2 separate regions of the Mus musculus genome follow, and region 2 is linked to region 1. The links are chromatin contacts, called in public Hi-C maps. All regions are on one chromosome and are shown on one strand. The core of a region is the stretch at or near the end of the contact, and the rest is flanking DNA. Distances in the headings are between cores, read along the strand shown.

Region 1 (2,974 bases), core at 328-2,827:
CAAAAGCTGAAGCTCTCTGGTCTCTCCGAACAGATAGGGTGCAAGAAACCTGGGGAAGGCCAAGTGCTTGCTCAGTGACTGAGAAGCTCTGACCAAATCTGCTCTCCTGGAACTCAAGAGATCCTGCTTCTGCCCAAGTGCTGGGATTAGAGGCACTCAGGTGAGGCCAGGTTCCAAGGCAGGGGCAGCACAGGCAGGAGACTTTAGGAGCTAGAAGCTCCTCTTCTAACATCACACTGCATCCCCTCAAGGTGACAGCAGTGCAGGCTGTATTTTCTGAGTACTGTTGTCAGGCAGCTCCACTGTGCGGCTGTGCACAATGGTCTTCCTTGGCCTTTCCAGCTACTCAATTATTCATCTGACCAAGAACTTGATGGCCGTGCTTTCCTCATGCACCTGCAGACTCTCTGAAGCTCATGACTTCTAAGGGGCGTGGCTCTATTACTACGAGGCAGAATTGCTGTTTAATACACACTGGTATTTCTCTGGTGCCTGTTTCAGGGTTGAGTGTGGGCATTCCATTCTCAGGGGATCGGATGATCTCAGTATGTGACACAGTGACAGAACCCAGAATAGAGCCTTTGCACAGAGGAAGGCAGCCACTGTGCTATTCCAGGAGTCACATGGCTAGGAGTTCCTGATGGATTTTGAACATTTCAAACTGTCAAGGCTTTGGCAGCAAATGATAGGCAGAGCCAGGGTGGCAGAAACAGTGGCCATTCAAGCCCTTTATCCTGTTCTCTGTCCAACAGAAACACAGTTGAAGCACGGATGGGCTTCGACAATTTTTAGTTTCCAAGCCGAAGTTAGCTTTCATGTTTTAACTAAGCCACGGCATTAGCATATCAACATACAATCTTATGGCTAGAACAGCTGTCTCAGTGGTAAAGTGGATGCTTGCCACAGTCCAGGGCCTTAACGAAGCAGGTGGATACTGAAGGGTAACTGCCCTTTCTCAGCCACTCTTTGATAGCCCCATGCCCTAGGGTCTACAGTAGGTCCATTTTCCAGCAGGAGTCACAGGGCAGTCGGAATGCTGTGTGTGTGCGTGTGCGAGTGTGTGTGCGTGCGTGTTCCTGAAGACCACTGCTACACTTCAGCTGAACCAGCCCTGGCCATCCCTTCAGGTTGTTGGTGCCATGTCAAGACCACATAGTAAAGAAAGCAAGCTGGCAGCGCTGTAGATGATGACACTCTTCAATGACACTTCTTCCCCCAATCCCTAGCAAGGTGTTAGCTTCAACCAACAATCATGAGGTCATGGAAGGAACTTCAAGTTTCAGGCCATCTGCCAATGCACAGAGGAGGAGTCCTGGGCCCAGAGGCAGAGTGAGATGCACCCAAGTCAAGAGGCCAAGGGCTAAGAACTCACTCTCTTAGCTGGAGACATGCTCCTGAGTTGTTTTCCCTCGGCTAGTTCAAGGTGAAGGTCACGGGAAGAGGGAAGCAGCTGCACACTTATCTCTGTGGCCAGCACAGTGAGCTCCGGATCCCACCTGCCCTTGAGCAGGCGGCTCTGGTGGGTGGTGCTGGCTGCTGAGCTCTGCCCGTGCTTGTGGAGAACCGGAGCTGTGAGACCTTCCCAGAGTGGGGTGTGCTTGCCCAAAGTGGTCGGCTTCCCTCTACTGGGCCAAGCCTGAGATGCATGTCCTTGGTTCTGGCTAAGCTATCATGAACAGAATAGTACTCACAGGAGGTTTAAAATACATTTCTATACCGGTTCCAATATGTCTAGACAAGTCACTCCTAAGAGATTCCGAGTTATTTCAAGGCATCTTCAGCAAAAAATGAGTCTTACATGAACATATACTACAATATCCACGTGTACTGCACTGCTGCCGCTTAAAGCACAGGATCGCCCAGCCATGCTTCTGACGCCACAGCACCCAGTGAGCGGGTCTTTCTGGGAGGCAGCACTGTATTTCTGAAGTGCATAACTTTCTTTTCCACTCACATTATAGCTGACATCAAACTGAAGAAAGGTAACTGTGAAGAGAGAGCTTAGGAATCCAGTGCTGCCTTTCTAAGACATCAGGTCAGTGCAGCCTTTTTTTTTAACTGGCAGTGTCATTCAAAGTTGGGCAGCATCAGCTTCTAGACTTTTCTGCAGGTTGTGGCACAGGGAAGACAACCACACCAGGACAATAGTCCTGAATGGTCATTGGTGACACCATGGCTCTTGGCAAGGCCCTAGGTGTCAGGGGGGAGGTCTGCACAGTGACACCTGTCCAAAAACCTGCCAAATGTGTCAGAGAGGCCAATGAGCACCCTCCTAGAGCTATCCAGCAATAATCCGGCAAGCTAAATGCTGGTGATATGGAGCCAGAAAGGCTTGGACCTTCACTTCATCACTAGTTAGCGGGGTGGCTTCCAACAAAAATTTAACCTCTCTGTCCCCTCTCCTCGTTTTGATTATGAGGATAAGGAGGTTCTTGTGATAACCAAGGTAGCCAGTGCAACCAAGTGTGTGCTGTCCGCCAGGCACTGCTCCAGGCTTTTCACATATGTAACTAACTCATTGACATCCCATTCCTCTCTGGGGTCAATGCTGTCACTACCCCAACAGTTTACACACAGCCCACAGGATGAGAACCCCAGAGGGCTTCTCTCCAAAGGAGAGGTGCACCTGGCATACAGACAGACAGCAGTGGTGAAATCCTCCCTCAGCTTTGTCTTGCTTTCTACCACACTTTCTCCATTCTGCTGTCTTCAACCTCCCATACAGCTCCAGCACTGTGGAGGGGAGAGGAGGTTGGACCCCTTTGACGGGGGTTGCTTGACTGTCTATCCACTGAGACAGAGATGTTACCTGTTTACTCAGTGGCTCTCTTAGTGGCCGAGCCTGGGCCCCAGACCGGGGCAGAAGGCATCTGTGGCTTTAGTGCATTGACTCCCCGACTGTCTATGGATTCGGAATTTTGTGTGGGTGTGTACTTTCCTACACAGCTGTCATTAGACTTTCTAAAGGCTGGTG
Region 2 (2,974 bases), core at 348-2,847, 430 kb before region 1:
CCTGGGGTCAGTCCCTGAGACACCCTGTGTCCTGCTTCACCATCTGCCAGATGGAATCAGTACAAGGTTGTTATGATACAAATAAGTTACATTTGTAAACATGCTTTGTAACCTCTGGCTGGCTACCAAGCTAGCAAGATGTCTCAGAGGGAAAAGGTCTCTGCCACCAAGCTGGATGGCGTGGGTCTGACTTCTGGGAACAGTGGAAGGAGAAAAGCCTCTCTCTGTCTCTCTGTCTCTGTCTCTCTGTCTCTGTCTCTCTGTCTCTCTGTCTCTGTCTCTCTCTCTAGTTGTCCTCTGACCTCTACATACACATGAGGTAGCACCTGTATTCATATATATATGTAATAGCAATTTTTTTTACAAATAAAAATGCAGCTGTTACTAATCATGGCTTGGACCCACTGTGGTGCGCTCAGGCCATCTATTCGAGACAGAGGATCCTGAGACTCTGGGTATTGTACAACACTGTACACTTGCTGCCTGGCCTTGTCCCCACTGCCTGACATCCATGATGACATTCATATCCCATCAGCGTTTCTCCAGAAGTCCATGTAGCCCACCTGTGCCCTAGCAGAATCTCCAAAGAGGTGACATCTGAGATAGCACTGACTCTAGGGTCAGGGACCACACCAACTTCAGAAGGACAAAGTATTAGCTTGTAAGGCTGTGCTCTAGAATGGCCGAGTACCCTCCCTGGTCATTTGACTATGGTCTACATGTCAACCTTTTTTGATTTGGCTGTACTAGATACTCAGTGATCCTGATAGGATCACGCAGGCTTCAGCTAGGCCCTAAATACCATGGCAAGTTGCCGCCTTCCTGTTCCACTGTTTGTCTAGAGGCAGGCTTGTTCACCGCAGGACTTAAGTCAGCCAAGGGCATCCATCACATGCCCTCCTCTTTGTCTGCCTGCCCCCATCTTAGCCCAAAGTCACATGGGTAAGCATGATGGATCCTGGGACTAGCCTCATCCTCTCACACTGCCCTGACATAAAAGGCACACCTTTCTCCCTGAAGGTGCAGTCCCCAGCGAGTTCCTCTGTGATCCCGTCTGGTGGCATCTGTCTGGCGAATAGTTACTTCCTGCTTTATGTTTAATTCATGGCTAGGGGGGTTGGGATGAGCTTCCTAAGAAAGGAGAGAACTCCCCTGGGGTCCTGCCCAGGTCCTGCCTGCTTTACTGGCCCACTGCCAAAGTCCCAGCCTCCTCCCCATGACTGGGGCTGAGGAGTGGAAGCTGTCCATGGGCTTGGAGGACACTGTCCCTGCCAGGGTACAGTCATTAGTCGCTAATCCCACAGCCCTGGAATGTCTGTAGGCCAATCAGCAGGGTCTTTGGGGGCTCCCTGAGGGTGCTAATAATCCTACAATGATTAGCAGGGGCCACAGGTCAGTGCACACTGCCCTGCTTTTTCTTGCGGAGCGGGCTGGCCAGACACTGAGGCTGGAGGAAGGAGGCGTTTAGAAGAAGGGTTCTATGTCTCTTTTGAAGTCAGTGCACCAAGGAGGGGAGGCTGGTTTGGAGACAGTGATGATTCACTAGCCTCCTCCTTTTGACTGGCAGCTTAGCCTGACTCCGAGACTTGTGAATAGCTTCATGAACACGGGGAGGCTAGCTGGACAGCTGAGAGAAGCCATGTCTGCAGCATCCGGCAGGCCAATGATTCAGCCGGAGCCCTCCCTGTGGCTGGGAAGCCAGAGCCGATGGCTCGGTCTCTTGCTTCTGCTCCTGTCTCTCCTTGGCATCACATGGACAGAGGTTCAACCACCCCAGCCAAAGCAAGATCCCACTCTGCAAGGTAAGGAACACCTGGGCAAAGACGGAAGTAGAGATGCTGTTGTGAGCCTGAGAGAGGGTAGCGAGGGATTTCTAGAAGTCAGGTACCCAGGACTGAGCCCTGTGTTATGCTGATGTGATATGATGGGGGGGGGGCATTAGGATGATGGTGGGGAGGATGGAAGGATACTGGGAAGGAAGAAGAATGAAGCAGATGGGTCCAGGGTGGATGTTAAGGAAAGATACCGGTTAGAGCCTGCAGCTAAAACCTCAAAAGAAACACATCGGTAGAAAGGCCTGCTTCTAGTCCAGGGCTGAGTCATTCATTACCCCGAACCCCTCCACCCCCATCATCTTCCCACACCTAAGCCAGTCACTTATGCCATTGTTCTACACTTTGCCCATCCTCACCCATCTTCCTATCTCTCTCCTGGCCTCCCTCCATCTCTATAATGGGAGTTCTCTCCTACACAGCTACCACTGCCCCTCCTCATCTCAGATCTGTGTTCCTGGGGTGGGGTCACCCTCAGCTGGCTATGGCGATGTCCCAGGAGCCTCTGGTCATCGGCCTAACCTTCTCTCCTGGCCTCCAGCCCTGAGCAGGAAGGAGAGTTTCTTAATCCTCACCGCACACAACCGACTGCGCAGCCGGGTCCACCCTCCTGCAGCCAACATGCAGAGAATGGTGAGTAGACCCAACTGCCCTGTGTCAAGAGGGCTGCCAGAGGGACTGAGCCCCAGAGTGATCTCAGGAGGCCTTGCCAGTGCCAGAGGCCCTTTCACCAGGGGTACCATGGCATTGGATGCTGCAGAGATATGTGCCTTCTTCCTTCAGGGAAAGCCATTTGTTTAGGAAGTCAGGGCCCTCAGCAACTCACAGTTGCATTGAAGACAATCCTGCCTTTCCTGGCATCCTGTCGCCACGGAGATCAACAGATATGGATGGAGCCAGGGTTCCCCACTCCCGGAAAAGGAGCTCCACAAAGGAATTCAGCAGAAAGGGAGAGGTGAAGGACAGAGAGGGAGAAGAATCTCGCTGGGTTTTGCGGGGATTGGTTTGGGACCAGGATTTATCTAGCAAATACTGGAAGACCTCTCAAAAGTTCCTTACTCATTCACTGACTTGCCCTTTAGAGCCTCCATGATGGAGCCTGCAGCAGGGTTGGTTGGAGTTGATCATCCTGGAGCTTTAGA

The links. A called contact is a pair of places that touch in the nucleus more often than the background predicts.
Region 2: a Hi-C map of the N1E-115 cell line shows a contact between it and region 1, with 5 times the contacts expected there. The contact joins the promoter of Clec18a here to the enhancer-like site in region 1. A contact is called at or near these places in 4 of 39 promoter capture datasets (embryonic stem cells, liver, pre-B cells and 1 more), 1 of 15 datasets of contacts at CTCF or cohesin (embryonic stem cells), 5 of 484 Hi-C or Micro-C datasets (the HL-1 cell line, the N1E-115 cell line, cumulus cells and 2 more), 1 of 115 datasets of contacts at active chromatin or transcription factors (astrocytes) and 1 of 9 other capture datasets (embryonic stem cells).

What each region holds. Positions count from the first base shown.
Region 1 is chr8:110,649,629-110,652,602 of GRCm38.p6, reverse strand. The region is part of intron 10 of Vac14 (Vac14 homolog (S. cerevisiae)); the gene reads right to left. Among named protein-coding and RNA genes, the nearest start is that of n-TGgcc10, 20 kb to the right of the region's middle. Within about 2 kb of position 1,577, at least 22 of the 459 cell types and tissues checked have an H3K27ac peak or open chromatin away from gene starts, as enhancers often do.
Region 2 is chr8:111,080,331-111,083,304 of GRCm38.p6, reverse strand. It overlaps Clec18a (C-type lectin domain family 18, member A), which reads left to right and starts at 1,597. Exons shown (of 12, transcript NM_181549.3): 1 at 1,597-1,802; 2 at 2,374-2,465. The coding sequence starts at 1,664.